Regions from separate parts of the Gossypium arboreum genome. Here regions 2 and 3 are each linked to region 1. The links are chromatin contacts, called in public Hi-C maps. All regions are on one chromosome and are shown on one strand. Each heading gives the region's core, a stretch centred on a gene start, on an enhancer-like site or on the middle of the called end of the contact. The rest is flanking DNA. Distances are from core to core; before and after follow the strand shown.

Region 1 (3,627 bases), core at 571-3,070:
ACTCGAGAAAAAAAGATCACATCATCAACGTGACAAGAATTTTGCTGACCAAGTTCTCCAAATCAGCAATGTCAGCACCACTTCACCAAAATTAAGGACAAAAACAAATCAAGGTTATAAACGATTGAGCTGAAATTTTCAAACTAGTGAAATATATGAACAAAATTGATTCAAATTAATGAGACTAATTCCATAACTTGAATACAAATTATCCTTTTTATGTTTTGTTTTGTCGTTTAAATGGTTCATCTGATTTTTAAAAAAATAGTTTCAATTTCCCCCGCACTAAAATTGGTAAGCAATTAGCTATGTACCCCCCAATGAGATAAGCCCAAAATGCATATGTAAGGACTTGCAAAAATAAAAATGTTGATATTGATTTGATTAAAGGTGGATGGTGGGTGGGTTATCATCAAATCTAATTCTCAAAGTGGTTGAAACAATAGGCTGCCTACCAATATGCAGTGCCCATGCCTTCCACTAATATTTCTTAAGTCAATCTCCCCTCATGTTTTATTTTACCCTAAAATATGATGTTTATAATGCCAAGATTTTCCAACTTTTTTATATCTGAAATGGATTAGGATTACTTGAAATATAAGATATCAGTTCAACAAGTCACATGTTCTTTTATCTTCTAATGCTGCTGCTGCTGCTTCTTTGTTTATTCAGTAAAATAATACATCAAATATAAACAATTTTCTTAATTTATAATTAAAAAAATCCATTCAATATTATTATTACATAGTTTGAAGAAGGTCAAAGTCAGTCGCCTAAACAAAATCAACTTGTTTGGTGAACATTCCCTGAGAAAAAGATTTGGTGGACAAACATTAAGGAAATAAATTAAAATAAATTATAAGCGTAAAGGGGGAAGAGGGGGGTTGAATTGAATCATAATGGTGCTTTCCACGTTGGTACCAAAGAAGACGCTTGATGCAATTGGAGTCATTTTGAAATATATCAAGGATTTTGCTTAAAACTCATTTATGATTGGGATTATGAATTTGAATTTAAAATTTTATTTTATTTTATTTTGTATAATATAATCCTAATTTGTCATGATAACCAAAGTAAAATTGAAATTACTTAATTTGAATTGAGAGCCACCCATAGTATTTATACATAATTAAATTTCGAAATTTTTAAAATTATATATCTTTTTAAAAAATTAATGTTTTTGATGATTTGGTACATCCTAATTGTAGCCTAGTAAAGAGGTGGTTTTGTTGAATGAAAACAACATGCATTTGTAACCACTAACTTCATTTCCTAAAAACAATGCCCCATCATCTTTACATTCTTAAAACTTAAAACTCTACCCTCTCCACCTTTTCCCGAATTTTGAGTTTTAAAATATACATAATTAACAAAGTCTTCGTAGTTGTTATCATCTACTCATACGACTTTATTTTCAATAGCTTACCTATTTTTAATTAACAAACACTGATTGCTGCTATAAAATATGAATACATTTAACAATTTTAAAAATATAAAAATCTTTTATATATTGCCAATGATATTTTATTTTCAGGTTTTAATATTTTTCTTATTAAATTCAATCTGTAATGTTTGTGTCAACATTTGAATCTTTAATTTATCTTTCGAAAACTTTTGATGGTCTTTTTGTTCCAAACATCGCATTCAGTATTGCTGGTTTCTTTAAGTATATATATTTAAGAAGACAAATCCTTAATTAATTTTAAAAAAAAAAAAAGAGTAAATAAGAAATCCATTAATTTGGCAAAAGCCAAAAAAAAAAAAAAAAAGGAAAGAGAATTGAGTGTTAGAAAATATCTAAGAAAAAAGGGAAATGTATAAAAGAAATGCAAAATTCTAGCTTAGTATAAGAAGCAGACATAAAACCCAAAGTTGGAAAGAGGGCAAAGGACAAAGGCGGGCAGGCAGCAAAGCAACGACATTGTAAAACTCAAAACTATCGATGTTAATGAAACACAACCCAAACTACCAAATACCCATCCAACCTTTCCCTTTTCCTTCAATCATGAACGTCTCAGATATGGGTGAGTCCAATCATGCCGTACTTGACGACTCCTATCGACCTTTGCCTGCTCTTTACTTGTCTTTCCTTTTCATCTGGTTCTTCTCCGCTTGTTCTTGGACTTTCAACACTTACAAAAACCGCCATTTCCAGGTTTTTTTCTTTTTTCTTTCGTATTTTTCAACTTTTTTTTTTGGCGCCGGGGGTTGGGGGGGTTAGAATTTTATTTTCTTATCTCAGAATTTGATGGATAATGAAAACTAGTAAGTGATTCAATCAAGTTGACTCCTTTACAGGAACCTTATTTCTTTCTCTTTTTTCTTTTTCATTTTTATTTCCTATAAAAAATCTGGGTTTAGTTTTTGATTTAATTACGATCATTTTTCTTTCTTATGATTTAGATACAAGTACGGCATGAAAGAAGAAAGCAGTCAGTAAATATTTCAATTTTGAGTTATTTCCAAATATAAAGTTAAAAGTTTAATCAATTGGTTTTGAACTTTGGAGGTTCCTTCCAATTCCAAGTATGTTATGTTGTTGTTTTCTATGAGGTTAAGCCATTTAATGGAACCTTTGTGTCTTTCATTTTCTATTTTGATACCAAATAATGACAAATTGTTGGATTTTCTTATGAATTGTTTTCTTATTATCACACTTGAACAGATAAATAATTTACAATGGACTCTTGCATCTGTGCCCTTGATTAAAGCCTTGCAACTCACTCTATCCTTCCTTTTTTGGTAAGTTTTGATTTTGCATAACACTTGGTTAGTTTATCTTTGAGTCTAAATAGTTAGAAATGAGAATTCATGTAAAGAGATGACATGAACATCTGATATAGTGGAGGCAATGGAAAGTTTCCATAAAAAGAGTAAGTTAATTATATTTATTTGCTCGACATGGCCGTAGTTCTTATCAAGTAGGAAACCACTGCATTATTTATTTTGTGAAAAAAGTTATTTTTCGGATTTCAAAGGGACCATTCTTGCAGGTACTCATGCTTTTATCTTCAGCTATGTTCACTGTGGATGTCTTTCGGGGTGTATGTAACTGGAGTGCTCTTTCAGACAGTTTCATTCGTTTCCTTTTTGCTCATCTCTCATGGATACTGCATCACCTGCGAACGCCTTTCGCTAACAGAGCGTCGAACTACTGCCGCACTTGGATGTGTATTTTACTTGACTCTCATTGGTTACCGAGCTTCCGTACCTTATTTCACAGTGAGTTTCTTGATTATGTAATATATGTTCTGCTAGCTAACTAACTGTAACTTTGGCTTATTTCATCCTCAAAATAGTGTACTAATAAGACGTATTACTGCTCCGTTTTACAGGTTCTTCTACTTCTTAATTACATGATTTCTTTTTATGTAATTTTTCACCATATATCGCAAAATCTGTTAGTGTTGCGTGAGCAGTTAACATTTATCGAGGATGAGGATGTCCAACCAATGCGCGATGCTGTTTATATGAAGTACAGAATGTTAAAGTATGTTCCATTATTTAAAATTTTTAATCTTGTATGGATTGCTTTTAGTGACAACTAGATCATAAGTTAAGCTTCGTTCGCAAATGGGCAGGAAATTTCAGGGTGCTATGCAAATAGTTGCTATGGCCGAAATTGTG
Region 2 (3,627 bases), core at 301-2,800, 500 kb before region 1:
TTTCACTATACATATAGTCGTAAACAAAAATATTAAGGTAAATTACAATAATAGACACTAACTATGCACTTAGTTCTCTTTTGGTCACCCAAGTATTATTATTATTTTATTTAGTCACTCAATTTTCTGAAATTAAATATTTTAGTCACTTTCTCGTTAGTTGCTATTAGCTATGGGACAAAAAGCTGATGTTGACCTTTTTATTGCCTTAATAACAAATTTGGCCCTCTAATGATTACACATTTTATCAATTTGATCCTAAATCTAAAAAGTTCTATCAAGAAACAATTGATCCCTCTCTCACTATCGGCAAGACACCTATCAACCCTCTCATCAACCACCATACACGATGCATCACCATATTCAACTCACCTTTATCAGCATCTAGCACCATTGACACTCCTCTCTATTTACTCTTTCACTTCCTCTACTTTTTTCTCTCTTCTTTTCTTTCTTTTTTTTTTCAAAACCTTTGATTGTCCAATGTTGTGCCACAACCACCAATCGTTGCTACTTCTCTAATAGTTGCACCACTATTTAGATTGTCTTCTTTATCCACTATTGTTTCGGCCTCCTTTTACTCCTTTGGTCAACAATTAACTTTTTTTCTGTTGGGATCACTAAGAGTTGAACCCGAACCACTTAAACCAAACTAAGCCAAGCCAAGTCAATATGAGTTCTTTTTGTTTTTTTTTTCAATTCACTTTTTTTTTCCTAAATCTTTTGGTTTGTTTCTTCTTTTGCATATGGTGCTAAATTTTCCTCTCTAAAGTAAAGATCTTAATGGTTGTTGGTTTATTGGTTGTTTTTATGACTATCAAGTATTAAGGGTGTTGTGTATGCTAGGATTTTAAAGTATTTTGGGGTTGCTTTTGGGTTAGGGTTAAAAGAGAGGTGGTTGAGACTTAGCATATGGCGGGTCTCGAGTAAATGGTTGGTGGGAGTGGTGTGTAGGACTTGAGGGGAAAATGGTGATGGTGATAGCATCGTGCAAACGGGTAAGATGGTGAGTTCGTGATGTTTGTGGTTGTTTAACTAGTTTTGGGCTGAAGGAAAAATGGTTTGATGATAGAAGCTTTAGTGTTTGTTAGGTTTGAGAGTAGATGAAATTAATATGGTGAAGGTGAGTTGAAGATGGTGATGCATCAGGTATGGTGGTTGAAAAGAGGGTTAGAAAGTGTATATTGTTGAGAGTGAGAAAGAATCCAATTGTTTCTTTGTAGAAATTGTTATATTTTTTTTATTTAGGATCAAATTGATAAAATTTGTAAACATTGAAAGGACTAAATTTGTTATTAGGTTAATAAAAAAAGAGCTCACATTAGCTTTCCAGCCCACAACTAACAACAACTAAAAGGAGAGTAACTAAAATATTTAATTTCAAAACGTTGAGTGACTAAATCAAAAAATTAATAGTTGGGTGACCAAAATAAAATGAAGTGCATAGTTAGGTGATTATTCTTGTACTTTACCCAAAATATTAATGCGGGTTTGTTATAGATGTTAACCGGCGTCGTTTAACACTAAGGTTTAATATTCTTGTTGGTCGGGGACGCAGTTTTTTATCCGGGAGAGGTTTGAAGAGAAAGAAGAAAAGAATAAAATGCTGTGTCTTAGGCTTCCTATTCGACTAAATCGAATGTTCAATAACCTTAACTACAATGTCTCAGTTTCGTTTCACTACGTAAGTCTATCTCTTTCGATCTCTTAACATAGTGAAATTCTTTTCTGTTCATTTTCACTCATAATTCTCTTCACATTTTTTTTTCTTCATTGTTTTTTCATGGCTTATCATTTCTCTTTTGGTTCTTCATTGTACCCAAAGCTTCCATCTTTAAAACCCAAACCTCAAAACCCATTTTTCTTCAGCTCTTACCCTTCAATTTCTTGTCAAATTTATAGCTCTAAGAGCAATAGTTCCGATGATGATGATAAAACCAAGAAAACCCATTTCAATTTTGTTGCTTTACCCATTACTCTTACTATAATCTCCACTTCATTTCCACAACAAAGTTCTCTTGCTGCAGTTAAAGTATCTGATAGGAAAAAAACTCAGAAAAAAACTCAAGAAGCTTTGACCCCTGAGCAGATAAAACAATGGTCGAAAAATCTTCCAGTTGTAACCAACCGGATTCCATATACTGAAATTCTCAGTTTGAAACATGAGGGAAAGCTTAAACATTTAATTAAGCCGCCTAGTGCTAGTTTGAAGCAAAGGGCAGAGCCAGTTTTAGTAGTTTTAGAAGATTCTAGGGTGTTAAGAACTGTTTTGCCTTCAATAGATAGTGATAGGAAGTTTTGGGATTCATGGGATGAGTTAAAGATTGAATCTTTGTGTGTTAATGCATATACACCTCCAATTAAGAGGCCTGAGGTGCCTTCTCCTTATTTGGGATTTTTATGGAGGGTGCCTGCATTTATGTTGTCGTGGTTTAAGCCGAAGAAGGAGTCCAAAAGGGCGCTGGAAATTAGGAGACAAAGAGAGGAGTTTAAGAGGCAAAAAAAGGAGGAGTTGGCGAGAATGAGGGAAGAGAGAGAGATGATTGAAAAGATTATGAAGGCGCAGAAGAAGGAGGATGAGAGGAGAAAGAAGCGAGAGATTAGGAAGAGGAAGTATGAGGAGTCATTGCGTGATGCTAGAAGGAATTATCAAAGTATGGCAAATATGTGGGCCAGTTTAGCTCAGGATTCAAATGTTGCAACTGCGCTTGGATTGGTGTTCTTTGTGATATTTTATAGGACAGTGGTGCTTAGTTACAGAAAGCAGAAGAAGGATTACGAGGATAGGTTGAAGATTGAGAAGGCAGAGGCAGAAGAGAGAAAAAAGATGAGGGAGTTGGAGAGGGAACTGGAAGGAATTGAGGGGGAGGATGATGAGGCTGAGCAAGGGGGAGGTGAGCAGAATCCTTATTTGAAGATGGCTATGCAATTCATGAAGTCAGGAGCACGTGTGCGGAGAGCACAAAATAAGAGACTGCCACAGTATTTGGAGAGAGGAGTGGATGTCAAGTTCTCAGACGTTGCAGGTCTTGGCAAAATCCGGCTTGAGCTTGAGGAAATAGTCAAATTTTTCACACATGGGGAGATGTACCGAAGAAGAGGAGTAAGAATACCAGGTCAAAAATTCTAAACCTGAATAAATTTATTTTAAAATTCAATATTCTGCAATGAAGTTATACTCGAAACCTACATGCAAGCAAGTTGTTATGTCTTGTTTACCTTAAGTCTTTGGCATGACAACTGACAAGTTAACAACCTGGATACAAGAGCTTATAATTGGATGAATCAGCTTTTTCCTTTTTCTTTTTTACTTTGAGATCACTACCCAAACTCTAAATTTGTAGGAATGTAACACTTAAAGTGGCTAAACGAAAATTGCAGTAAATTCATGGATCATGTGTAGTCAACTTACCTCTAAATAAAGATGATAACGCAAAGTTCAAAGAATTATAGCATTTTATCATATGGTATAATGATATGTTTATTCAGTTCTATAAGACAACTATTAAGTTGTTATTGATCTGGATTGCTGAATATCTGATGAGCCTTTCTGTTTCATTATACTTACCACATTCGTGTTTGCAAGAGGTATTTGTGCCTTTCTTTTTTCCTTTTTCAGTCACTGAG
Region 3 (3,627 bases), core at 375-2,874, 330 kb before region 1:
CCGTTAAGAGAAAAAGTTGACATGAATTCCAACAACCAATTCACGTTGGCCATATTTCTTTAAAGAAAAGTGGTGGCTTTTTTGACAATGGAAATCCTGCTCAACCATAAACTGTTTATTACAAAAATATCCCATTTCAACATGCATATCTTCACTTGTTTCACATCATGTCCATCTATACTTGTCATCAAACCCACTGCTCTTTTTTTTTTTTTTTATAAAATAAGATTCATCAAAACTCTATGTATTTATTAAAAATTATCTTGGTGTAGTTTAATAAATTTGAAAATATTTTTATTACCAGTGAAATTTTTAATTATTTTTAATTAAATTGATACCCTAATAATTTATAATACAAAGTCAATCAAATAAACAGAGGAACTTTATTGCTATTACAGTTAAAATCTTAGCAACACATTATTTTCCAAGATATTGATTAACTTATTTATCTTTTAAATATAAAGGAAACAGAATAACTTCGTTGGGGAAAATTAAAAGAAACAAACTAATTTTTAAGGAAAAATAGGTGAAGGAATTATTCAAGTTTAAAAATTTTAACAACGCAAGTCATTTGCTATTACAATTCACAATGGAACAATACACATCTCTATCAAAATAGAATTATATTACAAAAAAAAAGTGGCAAGTCACATGTTAGCAAAAAAAGGCAAACAAATTCTTAAATCCCCATAAAATTACAGGAAGGAAAATTTGAAAAAAAAAACTAAAAATAAAAAGCACCAAATTATTCCCACAGTGAAGGCTCAAAGTTGGCAGGAATTAAATTCTCACAACTCCATACCTGATCACAAAACCCTCCATATAAATCTTGTGGAGGATAAACCCACCCATCAACCGAGTCAACAGGTACAAAATCGCCTTGTGAGTCAAATAACGACTGGAAACTGCATTCTATATTGGGTAACTGAACAATTTCGCTCAGTTCTTCAGCTTGTTCCGAGGCATTGGGCTCAAACAAATATGATGATGATGAAGGTAAAGTATTGAAATTGACCATGGATGCAGCTTTAGCGGCGGCGACTTGAACGTCGCGAGGCATTAATGAAACTGGTCGAGGAAGCAAAATTGCAAGGTGAGGGAAATTGAGAATCGCGGAGTCACCTTTGATGCTTAATGCTGCTACATCATGAGCGCGCGCTGCCATTTCTGGGGTAGCGAAAGTGCCGAGCCAAATGCGGGATTTCTTGCGGGGCTCACGGATTTCGGACACCCATTTGCCCCAACTCCTCATTCTCACCCCTCTGTAGATTGGGTGTTTGCTGATTGATGATCTTTTGGCTTTGCTGTTATCTTCCATGGATTCACCATTGGAAGTAGAAGAAGAAGAAGAAGAAGCTGGGGAGTTTGAGCTATGATTATGGCTGCTACAGCTCTCAAATTCTGATGAAGAAAGGTTTGTTTCTGCCATTTGTTTTAAAAAAAGAGTGATCCAAAAATTTTGATGATTCACATGCAAAAGTGAGAATTTATATGGAGTGAAAGAGAAAATGCGAGGCAGGGAAGGGACCTCTCTCCTTAAAACTGACCCCTTAACCTACCATTAATTAATTTTATTATCACAAAAGAACTTGCAAACAATGTGCAAGAAAATTTTAAGATTTGTAAAGGGTAAATATGTAATTCATATTTTGCACTATATAAATTTATAGTTGGTACATTTGTACAAAATTGACCTGCGGATTAAATATTAAAATTTTATCGCACGCGTATATATGTAAAAATAAAAAATATATGCGTAGAAATTATAAATTTAAAAATAGATGTTTGTATGAAAGTAACATACAAAAAATAATAAAATATATGTTTAAAACTAAATAATTGAAATGTAAAATAATAAAGTGTGTACAATAAAATTCAAATGTACAACAGCATTAAAATAAAAAAAACTTTAGTTAAATAATAAATTAAAGATTTTACTAATATAATTGATTTATATTCAAACCTCGCTATTAGTATATTTTTATTAGTTTATTAAAATAAAAATTTAAAATACTTTCAATAATATAATTTATTTTAATTATAAATAAATATTTTTATAATTGTTGAAATTAAATTGGTAATTAAATAATAATAGAGATAATAATATAAATAACCATATTTTGGTTTGTTGGAATTAATTATTCTATTCATGGTAATAATTGGTTTTGATAGTGAATATTATATGTAAGAAACATCGTTTGACTTCGATACTTATTTGATTAATTATATCCTATTGATATTAATTTAATATTTTGAAATTTTCTTTAACATCGATCTTTAGAGCATATATATATATATATATATATATATTTGATGAGTGAAATTACGTATTAATCCAAGAAGAAAATGGTAAAATAAAGGAGAGTGGAAGATGGGGAAGAAGTGGGTCCAATGGAGAATGGGTCAGCTCTCACCCACATTAGCCATTACGATACATATACAAACAAGTGTCCCTTGCAAGGTTTGAATGGAAAACACATGTTTTTGTTTGCCTTTCCCATCATTACAGGTCCACGTCTCACACAAACCTCCTTCACTTCCTTTTACCCTTTCGGTCTTCCTTTTGTCCAATTCAAACCAACGTCATATCGCCATTTTTACATGCTTTTCTTTGCTTAATGCTCAACAAGTTGTAAGTATGTTAATTTCGTAAGTAATTGAATTAATTTACCACTTGGTTTAAATTAAAGGATCTAAAAGGTAAAACTTGAGACCAGATCCCCACTCTTTATGATTCTAATGGCCAAAATAGTAATAAAATGAGGTTCAACTTGTGTAATTGATTTTTTATATATATTATACCGTTTTGTTAGTACATTTCAAAATTTTGGTAACAAATTTATTATTAAAATATATCATAATCCTCTTTATTTTTTAAATTTTGATGATTTAACGTTTATTTTCAAAAATTTAATCTCTTTATTTTTAAATTTCAAAATTCAATTCTAATTATTAATATTATTATTGCTAAATCATTACAATGTCATTTTTAATTCTATAGTTACAAATTAAGTTTTTTTTAATTTTAAAATGTCATATAAAAATTAATAAAAATATTTTAACATAATTAACAGTTGAACTTAAATTTTAAAATATAAAAAATAAAAAATTATATTTTTAAAAATAAAATATAAAAATTAAATTCTAAATTTTGAAAACATACTTGAATTTTTACCTAGATTTCTTAGAGAAACGGGTTTCCATTGCTAGAGAAAATTCTTCGATACTTTCTTACCAAAAAAAAAAAGAAAAAAGTTGATTCTATGCTTTATATATAAAACCAATCAACACTTATTTATTTAATTTAGCAGTGTTATAATAAACGTCGATAATGGCGATAGAACGATTGCAAAACAATAAGAAAAAGGAAAAAAAATATATAGATTTTACGTGGAAACTCTTTCGGGAAAAAACCACAGGCAGAGGAGGAGAATTCACTAATTTTGAAAAACAAATTATATAAGAGAAGTTTCGACTACATCTATTTAATGGTTGAAAAACTTTGTTCTAATCACAGTCAAATAGAAGAAGTACAGTTCTATACGAACTCAACTTGTGCAGTATGCCCGTACCACGAGGGTAGAGCACCCCTGGTCTCAACCCTAGTCTAATTTTGTGCTTAATGGG

Evidence for each region. Hi-C and Micro-C count contacts between places; a contact is called where the count stands out from the background.
Region 2: a Hi-C map of leaf shows a contact between it and region 1, with 5 times the contacts expected there. The contact joins the promoter of LOC108467037 here to the promoter of LOC108466530 in region 1. A contact is called at or near these places in 2 of 5 Hi-C or Micro-C datasets (both in leaf).
Region 3: a Hi-C map of leaf shows a contact between it and region 1, with 2.3 times the contacts expected there. The contact joins the promoter of LOC108466772 here to the promoter of LOC108466530 in region 1.

The regions. Positions count from the first base shown.
Region 1 is chr2:25,741,938-25,745,564 of ASM2569848v2, reverse strand. LOC108466530 reads left to right here and starts at 1,820. Exons shown (of 9, transcript XM_017766893.2): 1 at 1,820-2,155; 2 at 2,666-2,742; 3 at 2,994-3,222; 4 at 3,336-3,490; 5 at 3,582-3,627. The coding sequence starts at 1,943.
Region 2 is chr2:26,241,385-26,245,011 of ASM2569848v2, reverse strand. LOC108467037 (probable inactive ATP-dependent zinc metalloprotease FTSHI 2, chloroplastic) reads left to right here and starts at 1,550. Exons shown (of 12, transcript XR_008277508.1): 1 at 1,550-3,116.
Region 3 is chr2:26,070,808-26,074,434 of ASM2569848v2, reverse strand. LOC108466772 (ethylene-responsive transcription factor TINY) reads right to left here and starts at 1,624. Exons shown (of 1, transcript XM_017767139.2): 1 at 553-1,624. The coding sequence starts at 1,429. The coding sequence ends at 746.